2 separate regions of the Mus musculus genome follow, and region 2 is linked to region 1. A link is a contact called in public promoter capture Hi-C data. All regions are on one chromosome and are shown on one strand. The core of a region is the stretch at or near the end of the contact, and the rest is flanking DNA. Distances in the headings are between cores, read along the strand shown. Region 1 overlaps Arhgap31 (Rho GTPase activating protein 31). Region 2 overlaps B4galt4 (UDP-Gal:betaGlcNAc beta 1,4-galactosyltransferase, polypeptide 4).

Region 1 (6,682 bases), core at 3,294-5,793:
TAGGCTATAGGCAGCTGAGTAGGAGAGGTGCTCAGATACAGGGACATAGTTAGGAACCAGCAATGCTACCCAACTACAGTAGAAATTCGGGTAGACAACAAATCTTGTTTTAACCAAGGGTCCATGCAACAGTGGGGTGAGGCTGAACTAACGGATACGTATTGTCTCTGTTAATCCCAAACTGCACTTTATATGGTAGCCCTTACTGAGAGAGGAAGTGAGGGACTGGCATACATGATCCTGTCTTTCTGTCTGAGAACATACAAGTCCGGTCAGCCTACTGGCCTGTTGGCCTGCATGTTTACCCCATATGACAGAATCTTCCATGAAGCCCTTTGTGGAGACATGAGGACCCTTTTCATACAGGGCAGGTGCAGGGTGTGAGGCACACAGAGAGAAGCAAGCAGTTGACAGGAAGTTGTTTATATCATTGGGATTCTAAGGCACTGTTTTCGTTGTTACCAATATTGATTAAAATTAGAATCTTTTCTCATACAATATATTCCATTTACAGTTTCTTTCCCTTTACTCCTCCCAGTTCTTCCCCCTCCCCTCCCCTCCCCTCCCTCCAGATCCACGCCTTTTATGTCTCTTTTTTTTTCCATTTTTTATTAGGTATTTAGCTCATTTACATTTCCAATGCTATACCAAAAGTCCCCCATAGCCACCCACCCCCACTCCCCTACCCACCCACTCCCCTTTTTTGGCCCTGGCGTTCCCCTGTACTGGGGCATATAAAGTTTGCGTGTCCAATGGGCCTCTCTTTCCAGTGATGGCCGACTAGGACATCTTTTGATACATATGCAGCTAGAGTCAAGAGCTCCGGGGTACTGGTTAGTTCATAATGTTGTTCCACCTATAGGGTTGCAGATCCCTTTAGCTTCTTGGGTACTTTCTCTAGCTCCTTCATTGGGGGCCATGTGATCCATCCAATAGCCGACTGTGAGCATCCACTTCTATGTTTGCTAGGCCCAGGCATACTCTGACAAGAGACAGCTATATCAGGGTCCTTTCAGCATAATCTTGCTAGTGTATGCAATGGTGTCAGCATTTGGAAGCTGATTATGGGATGGATCCCCGGATATGGCAGTCTCTACATGGTCCATCTTTTTATCTCAGCTCCAAACTTTGTCTCTGTACCTCCTTCCAAGGGTGTTTTGTTCCCACTTCTAAGGAGGGGCATAGTGTCCACACTTCAGTCTTCATTTCTCTTGAGTTTCATGTGTTTAGGAAATTGTATCTTATATCTTGGATATCCTAGGTTTGGGGCTAATATCCACTTATCAGTGAGTACATATTGTGTGAGTTCCTTTGTGAATGTGTTACCTCACTCAGGATGATGCCCTCCAGGTCCATCCATTTGCCTAGGAATTTCATAAATTCATTCTTTTTAATAGCTGAGTAGTACTCCATTGTGTAGATGTACCACATTTTCTGTATCCATTCCTCTGTTGAGGGGCATCTGGGTTCCTTCCAGCTTCTGGCTATTATAAATAAGGCTGCTATGAACATAGTGGAGCATGTGTCCTTCTTACCAGTTGGGGCATCTTCTGGATATATGCCCAGGAGAGGTATTGCTGGATCCTCCGGTAGTACTATATCCAGTTTTCTGAGGAACCGCCAGACTGATTTCCAGAGTGGTTGTACAAGCCTGCAATCCCACCAACAATGGAGGAGTGTTCCTCTTTCTCCACATCCACGCCAGCATCTGCTGTCACCTGAATTTTTGATCTTAGCCATTCTGACTGGTGTGAGGTGGAATCTCAGGGTTGTTTTGATTTGCATTTCCCTGATGATTAGCCTTTTATGTCTCTTATTAGAAAAGAGACTTCTAAGTGATAGAAACAACCACACGTGACAAAATATAATAAGACAAAACAAAAGCCATCACATCAAGGCTGGAGCAGGCAAACCAACAGAATAAAAGCCCCAAAAGTAGGCACGAGACTCAGAGATCCACTTGGTCACACTCAGGAGTCCTATAAAAGTACTAAGCTGAAAACTACAGTACGCATGCAGAGGACCTGGTGCAGACCTGGGCGGTTCCTGTGCTTGTTGCTTCAGTTCCCATGAGCTCATGCGCGCCTTGCTCAGTTGATTCAGAGGGCCTGAGTTCTCCTGGTGTCCCCTGTCCCCTGTGGCTTTTACAATCTTTTTGCCCCCTCTTCCACCCATTCCCCTGAGCTCTGAGAAGAGAGATTTGGTAGAAATGTCCCTTTCAGAGCTGTGTGCTCCAAAGTTCATGCTCTCTCTGTCTCTCTCTGTCTCTGTCTCTCTGTCTCTGTCTCTCTTTCTCTGTCTCTCTCTGTCTCTGTCTCTCTCTTTCTCTGTCTCTCTCTCCTCTCTCTCTTTCTCTGCCCTACATGATATCTGGCTATGAACTAACACACTGTTTTAAGCATTTTCCCCAAATCCCACAACTATCCCTAGATTTTATCATGAACTCCAATTTACAAATGTGCAAACCAAACCTTCTTAGTAAAGTGACCATATAATTTCTTTACTCCAAATGAGAAATGTTTTAAAGAGAAAGAACGCTATGGTAGGGCTGGAGAGATGGCTCAGTGGTTAAGAGCAATGACTGCTCTTCCAGAGGTCCTGAGTTCAATTCCCAGCAACCACATGGTAGCTCACAACCATCTGTAATGAGATCCGATGCTCTTTTCTGATGTGTCTGAAGACAGTGACAATGTACTCAGATAAAGGAAAGGAAAGGGGAGGGGAGGGGAGGGGAGGGGAGGGGAGGGGAGGGGAGGGGAGGGAAGGAAGCTATGGTAAACTGGACTTTTCCCTGCACACTAGAATGATGGTATTCTGTCTACAGAATACATGCCCTGATCTCCCTTGTAGGAAGCAATGGTGAAAGGGTGAAAACACAGGCAGCCTGGCTCCAGAGCTCATTTACTTAACTAGAAGCCAGAGAAAGATTTATGTACTTCTTCCCACAACACACAAGGCCCCCGAAGGTGAGGACTCCAGCTCTGCTTCTGGCTATGTCCTTGATACCTGGTACTCAGTCCCTATGCACAGAATAGGCACCAAGAAGGTCTGGATGGGTAAATCTACCTGGGAGCTATAGAAGAGGGTGGGTTATGACCTCGGTTTGTCTCATGCAGAGACCCGAACAGCGACCTCTTTTCCCTTGCTCTGTCTCCTTCTCAGATGCTTAGAGACAATTACTGAAGTTCGCCAAGTAGGATCAGCACACGGTTGCAAATCACAAGACAAACGTCAGGGACTTCTTATCTTGAGTCAGATCATAAAAGCTATCAGGCCTTGTCCATCTCTCATATGTGGTCACTTAAAGGCCCTTTGCCTACTCTCCCTAGGCCAGCTCTTGTAGGTAGAGAGTGGGTCACACCTCCTGGCTCCTGACCAGTCAATCCCCTTGATCTTCCATTGGGCCCTCGGCCTGAGAATCTGCCCCATCTTCCCTGGAGCTGATGGCCAAGAATGTCTCTCAGATCTCCTCTGCAGTCCTCAGTATTCTTTCACAGCACCTAGCCTGAGGACACTCCCTCCCAGCTGTGACCACACCCTTAGAGCCTACTACTTCCATCTCTGTGCAGGAAATTTAAGCCTTGGACAATCCTTTGCAAGCCTACACCCTCTTCAAACAGGAATCACCAGATCCTTACAAAAATAAACGAACCTCCTCTCCTCTTTGCATGGGATCAGAAGATTGCATATTTACAGAGGGGAGGCAGTCTCTGGCAGCCCGCTCCCTTTCCTCTGCAGAAAGATGTCATTAAATCCAATGACTCTGGCCCACAGCTACAGAACGAACAAGGGCTCTGCCTGACATTTTTGCTCTACCCGATATTTAGCTGCCATGTAATTGAACTAACCTGCCTGCAAGCTGATGCCATGTGCAGCGTACTAAGGTACAACTTTGAGTCACACAGGAGTCTGGCCCATCGCTCTACTTGTGGGGGATCAGATAAACATGATTAATTTGACTTGACCACTAAGGGAGAGTCTTAAGTTTGAACACCCTGAATTACATCTGCCATCAAAGTGTGTGTTAGCTTGGTCACAGAGAAGCCTACTGGGTAGTTAAGCCTTAATTCTGAAAATTAGAGAGAAAGGAGATCTGAAGCACTTGGCACACGACTCTTGCCGTGGTTCAGTCTCTCTCCAGCTCCGGGCTTCGCTGCTGTTGAGCTGGGTGGCCGTGGATGGAGCCCTGAACGTCCTGGGGCCTCAGGTTGCCTGGCACCGAGTCAGGCGTGTTTAACCAAGTCCCTTCCAAGTCATAAGCTTTCAGCCTTAATCCCAGACATATCTGGCAAAAATCATGTCTGAAGATAGCACTGACGTGGGAGGAGGGAGCAGACCAGGGGCTCTCAGTGTGGGCCTCTGGTTGGGTCTTCAGAGGATGGGACTGATGTTTGAGCTGCTAATCTTCGGGACAGAAGCCTGAATGTCACCGTGCCTTGTGGTTTTAACAAACCACAGATTGCTGTGAGTGTTTGCCTGGCTTTCCATGAGAGATAAAAGCCCTGTCTGCTGAGGTGCAGGGGAGGCCCCTCTGCAGGAACACAGTGTGAGAACCAGTTTGTGATACGGAAAGGGGGAGGGGCACCGGCTGCAGAGTCCACCCTTAGAGCTCAGTTCCGTTCCCCCGGGGGCCACAAAGCCAAGACTTAAATGACTCAGGCTCTCATGATCCGCATCATAAGCGAAGGCCTTGACTCTTCAGAGGTGTGCAGGGATTGGAGTTGCTTTGAAAACGACTTTCTCTGAAGTGGATGGACTAGTCTTAGGGTTGGCGTCTCTCGCATAGGTTTTAAAGACCATAGTCTCAGTATCTGCTGGGGTGTTTTCCAGTCTGGGAAAGGGGTGACAAGGTCTTCAGGGTCCCACATGTAAGTAGAGAGAGTGATGTCGAGGAAAGGATGGAGATTCTGCTATCTCACGCACGGGCAGATCTGTGTCTTCAAAAGCTTGGTGTAGCAACTGACCCACTCCTCCTTTCACGCCAAACATGCATACATACATGCATACATACATACATACATACATACATACACACACACACACACACACACACACACACACACATACACACATACATACATACATACATACATACATACATACATACTAATACACACACACACACATTATTGATCTTTCTCCAAGAGTGTTCCTAACACCTTTCAGGGAACTCTTTCTGAGTTTGTTTTCTGTCAGCTCCCGGGAGACCCTTTTGTACATTAATATGGAGACCCTCCCCTAGGCTGTTCTTCTAAGACGCTGGTTCTTGACAGAACTCCCTGCCTCTTATAAGCTGTTGGGAATAGCTCCTGCCGCAAGCCCCACCTAAGTCCCGTGGTAAACTGTGTGGCTGTGGACACATCTCTTACATCACAGACACTGAAGCACTTTCATTGCTAACTAATACAGAGGATGCGATTGGATGACTCTTATTCTTACATCCATCTGTAGGTTTTTTGGGGTTTTTTTGTTTTTGTTTTTTGTTGTTGTTGTTGTTGTTGTTTTGTCTACTAATTACTTACAATCCTTGTACAATGACAATTTTTAATTTTTAAATAATTACTTACAATCCTTGTACAATGACAATTTTTTATTTTTAAATTACATTTTATTTATTTGCTTGAGGCTTGGAGGGTTTGAAGGTCAGAGGACACCTTGTGGTAGTTGGTTCTGTGCCTTCAATCATTGCAGGCCCGAGGATGGAACTTCGGTCGTCAGGGTTGATAGCAGGTGCCTTTACCCACTGAGCCAACCGGCCATCCTCAAAGAATAAATTTTTTTAAAATATTAAATAAAATAAGTGTATAAAGCAGCCAGTGTTTTCAGTCACTAGACAAGCTTGTGCAAGACATAAATCGCCTGAAAAGGGTTACATGCGGCAGGATGTGCTCTTGTTTTTAGCAGGAAAAAGAAGCCTTGTAACAACAGGAAGCACTGGGAGGCCTCAGTACCAAGGGCTTCCAAGCAAAGCTGTTCTGGAAACAATGGCTGCCTGTGGCTCAGGAATATCAGGCAGGAAATGAAAAGATGCTGGGGTGGGGGTGGGAGCACAGAGGAGCTGACAAACTGCTACCTGGAGGTTCTTCATATGGCCTTAGCCTACTCACCAGAATGAAGTCGCATTCTCCGAATTCTCCCCATCCCCCATTGGCAAACCCACCCGATGTTAGAAAAGACTACTGCCGTGGCTGGAGCCCACGGAGCCCACGGAGCCACGGATCTGGAAACCATTAGGAAACTGTACCGCCCAGGAAACCAGAGGGTACAATGAGCAGGAGGACCATACGGTGACATCAGTAGAGGGCAGGGCCATAGATGAACTGAGAACCATGTACAGCTAAGTCCCTGGAGAATTCTGACTTTGGCAGAGTAAATATAGCGTCGGGGTTAATCAGAGTCCAGCCATACCAAAGCAGATACATTTAAACCTTCTGAGGTTGAGGCTTATGTTTTATTTAACGAAAATTTCCGTTCCCTACGGGTGGGGTGAGTTGGCGAGTCATGAGGAATGCAAATGAGAAACAAAAACAAAACAAGCAAACAAAAATAACTCCAGGAAGGACCTCGATGTAAACCACCAGGACCAAGAACCCACACATCTGCAGGTGGACGAGGCTCTCAGATTCTGACCCAGCTGCTTCTAGCTTCGTTCAGGAAGATGGTGGATCTTGGGGTATTAATT
Region 2 (6,479 bases), core at 1,264-3,763, 110 kb before region 1:
GATTACCGGGGGCCTTCCCTCCTAGAGCTCTGAACTGAACAACCCCAGGTTCTTAGGAACCACAGCCACAGCAAGAGGAGCAGGGTCTGGAAGGACCCAGATGTACAGATGAGGGAGGATACGGTGTGAGACCCTGGTGAGGAAGTGCGTAGGCTAAGGAGCACTGAGCCCAGCTTTGCTGTGGGGAGGAGCAGCAGATGCCTCCAGGGAAACCACAGAACTGCTCTTACCGTTGTTATCCAGCAAACGCCTCTGTGTGTACTGACTTTTGCTTTTGATCCTTTTTCTGGAAGAGGGTACATTTTAAGAGGCCCTCAAGTGAGTTTACAACTATATTTTAAAGGGCTGTAAGGTCCCCAGAATGAGGAAGATGGAGTCATACAGTTACAATGGAGTCCTTGGAGAAAGGAGGCGGGCACGGAGGAGTTATTAGCAACAAAATTCACCATGAATCTGAAACACTTGGGCAAGGTACTTTAACTTCCTGCCACTGAATGTGTGGCAGGTGAAAACATTTCCATTTGGTTTGGTTTGGTTCTGTTTCACAGTCCAGGCTGTTTATTCCTTTTCGTACCTTAAGCTACAAATTCATACAGGATTAGCTCCAGCAGCTCAGACTCCTACGAAGTGTCCAGCTCTGGGTGGCGCAGGCTGGTACTTTAGCTGATCCCAGGTGCCCTTCTCTTTGGCTTCCTTGACTTCTGATCCTTTTCCTTCACCCCTTCCAGGAAGCTGTCTTTGGTCTCAGAGTACTTGATATGCTCAAGTCACACATGAGTTCTCTTGGCAAGAACCTTGCCCTTAACTTGCTAGCTTACAATGATTCCCACAGCACGCTGGGTGGTGATGTAGACTCTTCCAGTTTTGCCACAGTCACACTTAAGGGACATTTCCTTATGAACAGTGCCCAGTCCCTTGATGTCAACAATACCAACCTCCTTATAGATTCGCATGCATGAGGCAAAAGGAACAAGTCCATATTTCCTACAAGGCCTAGAGAACAGAGACCCAGTGTCCCTCCTCTTCCTCTTTGTGATTGTAGGCGAAAACATTTCTTATACCTACACCCATGGGGCTGTTGGGACAATGAAGAAGCCAGAGCTCAGTGATGTTATAACACAGTGATACAGAGCTGCCATCAGAAGTCACGGAGACCCTGAAACTGAAATTGCCTGCCACCTGCAGCAGAATTTTGCCCAGGATAGCAATGGTAAGGAGGTGCCACAAAAGGGGCGGGGGGGGGGGGGGACTGGCAGGTGGGCATGTGCATGATCCATACAATAAAACTGGACCAAAGTAAGATCTAAGTCTGAAGGGATGGGTAAGAAGTACAAAGCAAATATAACTCAGTGGTGGAGAACCTGCATACTGCAAAGGCCTCATGTTTTTCTCTCGTCAGCGTGTGTGCACGCATGCACACACATACACACTCTGGGCCACCGTTTTTCTCCGAGCTTACATTTAAATCACAAGGTAAGCGTATTCGATTCTGCAAGGAAGACAAAGGCTTGCTGATGGTGTCTGGGAAGAGCAGCAGTGTCTGGCCAGATGTAAGGGAAAGTTAAACAGCAAGCTAGGTACAGGCCATCTCTTAAAGTGCACAGTCTCTGATGGAGGCCATGATGGTCACACCAGAGTGTAAGGTCAAAATCAGGTCCCAGTGGACAATTATCTCTTCATGCTGATGGCCAGGTTAACACCATGATACAATGTAGACTCTCTCAGTCCACAGCCTGTCCTTAATCCCCCCTCCCACCCACCCACCCCCCGCCACCTCCTCCCCTTGAGTAATTAGAAAAAGGAATGGGGCAGGAACAGAATGCCTAAAGTTAGGAGGTTAAGAGTCGGTCACAATTGGGCATGTAACCTGATGACATTTCCTCAGAGAAGGAGAGAACACCGAGGTTAAGTGGACCCTCACCTCTTGTTCCTGTTGCTCCTCCCAGCCTCATGGTCTAAGTACACTCCTAAGTGCACGTGACCTTGAGGTCGGGGGAGATGCTAAGTTAGAGAGGCTAGGGAAGATCAACCCGAAGCGCTGCCATCTGTGTGGGCACAGGGACCCTGACCTCCATGCTGACTGCAGACCTTCCAGGAAGGCTGCTTTCAGGTCACCTGTGCTCCTGCCAGCAGCCTCTCACGCATGGTCTGTAAGCAAACCTCAGAAGCACACTGCTGGAACTCTGGTGGAATCAAACTGTGATTTGTCCCGGGGACCTCACAAGGAAGGGGTTACGCTCCCACCGAAGAGGACTTCTCATGGGAGTCACAAAAGCATCCTCTTAAGTGATCCAAAGTAAGAGACCTACTTCGAAAGAGCAACACAGGAGCAAAGACCAAGGAAGTTGATCAAGAGTCGGTCAGTTTCCCTTTCTCGCTCTGCAGGGTCTGGCAGTCTCCCACCCTCTTTTCCAGGTTAGTTTTAGTTTCACACACACTTCCCCCTCCCTCCTCCTAACTGACTGCTTGCGGCTGTGTGCTCTCCAGCTCCACGCAGATGCCTGCATCTGCTTCTCCATAGGAACTTCCTGTTTCCTTGCACCAGCACTTTCTCTGCCTCTCCAGACTGGCCTCTTGGCCCCTAGCCTAGTGGCATAGCTCCACAGGAGTAGCAGGCCTTGGAGGAAGGTGACAGGGAAGTGTGTGTACAGTCAGCTTAATTTACATAGAGCTTACCTGCATCTGATACATCCCAGCCGGTTATATTTGACTAGGAGCTGGTATTAAATACAATTAAAGGTCATATTCCTCTATTGGGAGACAGCTAGAGAGCGGAAGGATGGATGGTGGAATTTCCCATGGCAGCTCTGAAAGGCAGGAACTTGTCCTGGATATCCTGGTTCCCAAGCAGTCTACGAAGGTGGACATGTGCGGCCCCGCCCTTTCCTAGAACTCTGGCAAGATGTCCCCAAAATAGACAGGATGTTCAATTCAAACACTGGCCTAGAGGGCGCCATGGAATTGTCTGGGAGAGGAAATCAAGCTGGATGGGCAGGTTATTAAAGTTCTCCTGTGTGGGAAAGCCTGTCAAGTCCCACCACAGGTACTGCAGGGCGGGGGGCCCCCACAGACACTACAGGCCGCCCCGTACAATTGCGTGGGTCACATTCTTTCTCCTGCCCTTTCCCTTTGTCTTTGTGTTTCTTGCCAAGGTTTTGGGAGACCTTTTTTTTCTCCTTACTTTATCCTTTAACTGCTGCTCTGCACATTAAGGGAAAATGGGCGTCTTTCCCCATTTCTCGCCTCCCTAACTCACTCCGGACACCACATCATGGCCTCGCTCGCTCGCAGTAAGTACGCCGCCCAGCCAGGGCCACCTTACCTGTAGCCCGTGCTGTTCCGGCCCACCACCAAGTGCTTGGGCTGATCACCGCAGGTGTAGAGGTTGAAGTCATTCTCAGGCACCAGGTCCACGTCGTGGAATACGAAGCAGTCCCAGTTCTCCTCCTTGAGAGCTTCCAGATAGCCCACGTTCAGGAGCTTGGCTCGGTTAAACTTTTTACTTCCCGTCTACGGAAAACACACGTGAAAATGAAGAGTTCCAAAGAAAAGTGCTCTCCTCCACCGCCATTTAGGAGTGTTATATTACCTCTGCTTATTAGCAAGACAACATACTCTAGGGTCTAACAGAGGAAATGCAATCATAACAAACAAACCATTGGGTTTGGGCTTTGTGTTTCATGCATATCTATATTCTATAATTTAAAAGCATCCCGTTGGGCCTAGCAAGTTGTCTGATGGTGGATAATTTGCTTAGGTGAAAAGACTAAAAGTCCAGTAGATTGGTTGTATGAGAGTAAAGTTTGTTTCTGTTTTTGAGACATTTCTCCAAGCTGGCCTGAAACTCACTGCAATTCTCCTGCCTCAGACTCCCAAATGCTGGGATAACAGAATGAGCCATCCTCTAGCTGCATATGTAGCAGAGGATGGCCTTGTTGGCCATCAATGGGAGGAGAGGACCTTGGTCCTGTGAAGGCTCTTTGCCCCAGTGTAGGGGAATGCCAGGGCCAGGAAGCAGGGAGTGAGTGGGTTGGTGAGCAGGGGGAGAGGGGAGGGGAGAGGAGATTTTCAGAAGGGAAACTAAGAAAGGGGACATTTAAAATGTAAATAAAGACAATATCTACTAAAAAAAAAAAAAAAAAAAAAAGAATGAGCCATCAAACCTGGTCAGAAAACAGCTTCATTTTTAAAGAATAATTTTATTTTTCAGTGTGTTGTGTGGGTGCATGGTGTGTGTGTTTGTGTGTGTGTGTGTGTGTGTGTGTGTGTGTGTGCTCGCACACATACTACATGGGTGTAAGTGGCCTCTGAGGGCAGAAGTGGACATCAGGTCCCAAGATCTGGAGTTGCAGGCAGTTGTAAGCTGCTGGAAGTGAGCTAAGGATCTGAGCTTTGCCCTCTGCCAGAGCCTGATGTGGTCGAGTTGCTGAATCATCTCTCCACACATTCCCACACATACGTAACACTACTCAACAGTACACTTAAAAGTTAACAAGATGGTTTTTAAAAAATGAGAAAGTAGCTGAGATAATTTTTACGTGGTATTCTTTAGCACCAAAAAAAAAAAATGCAATGTAGTTTTAAAATACAAATAAAAATAAAGCAACAGAATTGTGCACTTCAATTTATTAAGAGGCTGGAGCTCGTGTGAAGTGTTCTTCTAAGCTCAGTTTTTAAAGGGTCTTAATGGATTCCACAGGAAGCGACAAAGCCCCTAGAAGGTTCTTGTCACAACAGTTACTGTTACTGCTTTCCTGTCGGCTGCTGGCTGAGCTCCAGCTAACCCTGGGCACTGACAATGAACTTCCAAGAGACTAAGCTAAGAACTTGTCAGGAAGCATGAGGAAACTGTGCCCTATCAACCGAGAAGGCTGCTGCTAATACTTCTAAGCTACTTAAAACTTTCTTGGAAATGGCTCAACAAAATCCTGTTACAACACTAATGACAGAGGCTATTCCTTAATACGGCCTGTAAGATCATCAACATTTAACGTGCTACATGACACCAGGACTTTTCAGTACCACTTTGCTCAAGGCTAGCTGAGTGCTGTAAAAATAAAGTCTCACTTGACAGCTTATCATAACAAAATCATAAGCGATTCTTTGAAGTTACAGCAGCAGTTTCCTAGAAAGAGTAACAAAGTAGGCATGTTTCTGTTCATAAAGAAAGAAAGAAAAACCAACAACACAGCACATGCCTATGTTCTCAGTACTCAGGAGGATCGAGAGTTTCAAGCTAGCCTGGCCAAGAAGGAAGGGGAAAGCGGGGAAAGGCAGGAAGATGAAAGAAAACAGAAGAGATGATAAAAGAGGGTCTTAGGAAACGGCCACACATGCCTAACAGCCTGGGTTTAACACCCAGAACGAACATAGAAAAGCCACATGGCTCTATAACCAGACAAGGCTCCCAGTACAGAGACTGAACACGAACCCAGCCACAAATCTTTCAACCTCTAATCTGTCCTGCCCACATGGTGTGTTGGGGTAAAGGTGGTGCAGAACTTGTGGGAATGGCCAACCAATGACTGGTTCAACTAAAGTTTAAATTAAAAAAAAAAAAAAAAAAAAAAAAAAAGCCAGATGAAGTGAAAACCCCTGCAACCCTGTGATAAGAGGGAAGGTGGGAATAGGAGGACTGCCTGGAAGCTGTCAGATACGCTAACCTGGAGTATGCAGCAGCAGAAATAATAAGAGAGACCCCTCACACACACACACACACACACACACACACACACAATCTTTTGAAAAGGAAAACAAACTAAAAATAGTGCCATATTTTGGTAGCTACCATCCAAAGTTAGAAGTCAGACTCAATAAATCGCCGGGCGTGGTGGCGCATGCCTTTAATCCCAGCACTTGGGAGGCAGAGGCAGGCAGATTTCTGAGTTCGAGGCCAGCCTGGTCTACAAAGTGAGTTCCAGTACAGCCAGGGCTACACAGAGTAAACCCTGTCTCGAAAAAACAAAACAAAACACACAAACAAACAGACTCAATAAATCACAGTTTTAACCAATGTCCTTAAAAAACAAGATTAGTTCTAAAACAGAAGAAGTGGGCTGGAGATGTAGCTCAGTGGGTAGCGTGCTTGTGGGCACCCACAGGGCCCTGAGTTCAACCTCCAGACGATCCACTAGTGCCGATGCTTGCCTGCAACCCCAATCTGGGGGAAGCAGAGGTAAGAGGACGAGAAATCGAAGCTCAGCCTCTGCTGTGTTTCAGACAAGCCTCGGTTACAAAAGGCCCTGTTCAACACCAGACAAGAAGCCAGAGGAGCTGGCGGGGTGGCTCAGTGGTTACAGGCAACTGCTGCTTGTGTAGAGGACATGGATTTGGTTACCAAAATCCACAAGTCGGCTCACAACCAGCCAGAATTCCAGTTCCAGGGAATCTTCTGACCTTGGTGGAGACCAGTTATACACACGATTCACTTGCATACGTGCAGGCAAATGCATATATACATATATATGTGTGTGTGTGTG

The links. Capture Hi-C pulls out chosen DNA fragments and counts their contacts.
Region 2: a promoter capture Hi-C map of adipose tissue shows a contact between it and region 1. The contact joins two enhancer-like sites. A contact is called at or near these places in 2 of 115 datasets of contacts at active chromatin or transcription factors (CD8 T cells and T-cell acute lymphoblastic leukemia) and 3 of 9 other capture datasets (adipose tissue, liver and pancreatic islet).

Annotation. Positions count from the first base shown.
Region 1 is chr16:38,651,417-38,658,098 of GRCm38.p6, reverse strand. The region is part of intron 1 of Arhgap31 (Rho GTPase activating protein 31); the gene reads left to right. Gm36482 (a long non-coding RNA gene) reads right to left here. Exons shown (of 6, transcript XR_003951954.1): 5 at 6,108-6,682; 6 at 5,606-5,761. Among named protein-coding and RNA genes, the nearest start is that of Gm36482, 40 kb to the right of the region's middle. Within about 2 kb of position 4,543, at least 100 of the 459 cell types and tissues checked have an H3K27ac peak or open chromatin away from gene starts, as enhancers often do. A contact at or near this core is called in adipose tissue and liver, where this site is marked.
Region 2 is chr16:38,754,710-38,761,188 of GRCm38.p6, reverse strand. B4galt4 (UDP-Gal:betaGlcNAc beta 1,4-galactosyltransferase, polypeptide 4) reads right to left here. Exons shown (of 7, transcript NM_019804.4): 4 at 3,323-3,510. Among named protein-coding and RNA genes, the nearest start is that of B4galt4, 16 kb to the right of the region's middle. Within about 2 kb of position 2,513, at least 51 of the 459 cell types and tissues checked have an H3K27ac peak or open chromatin away from gene starts, as enhancers often do. A contact at or near this core is called in adipose tissue and liver, where this site is marked.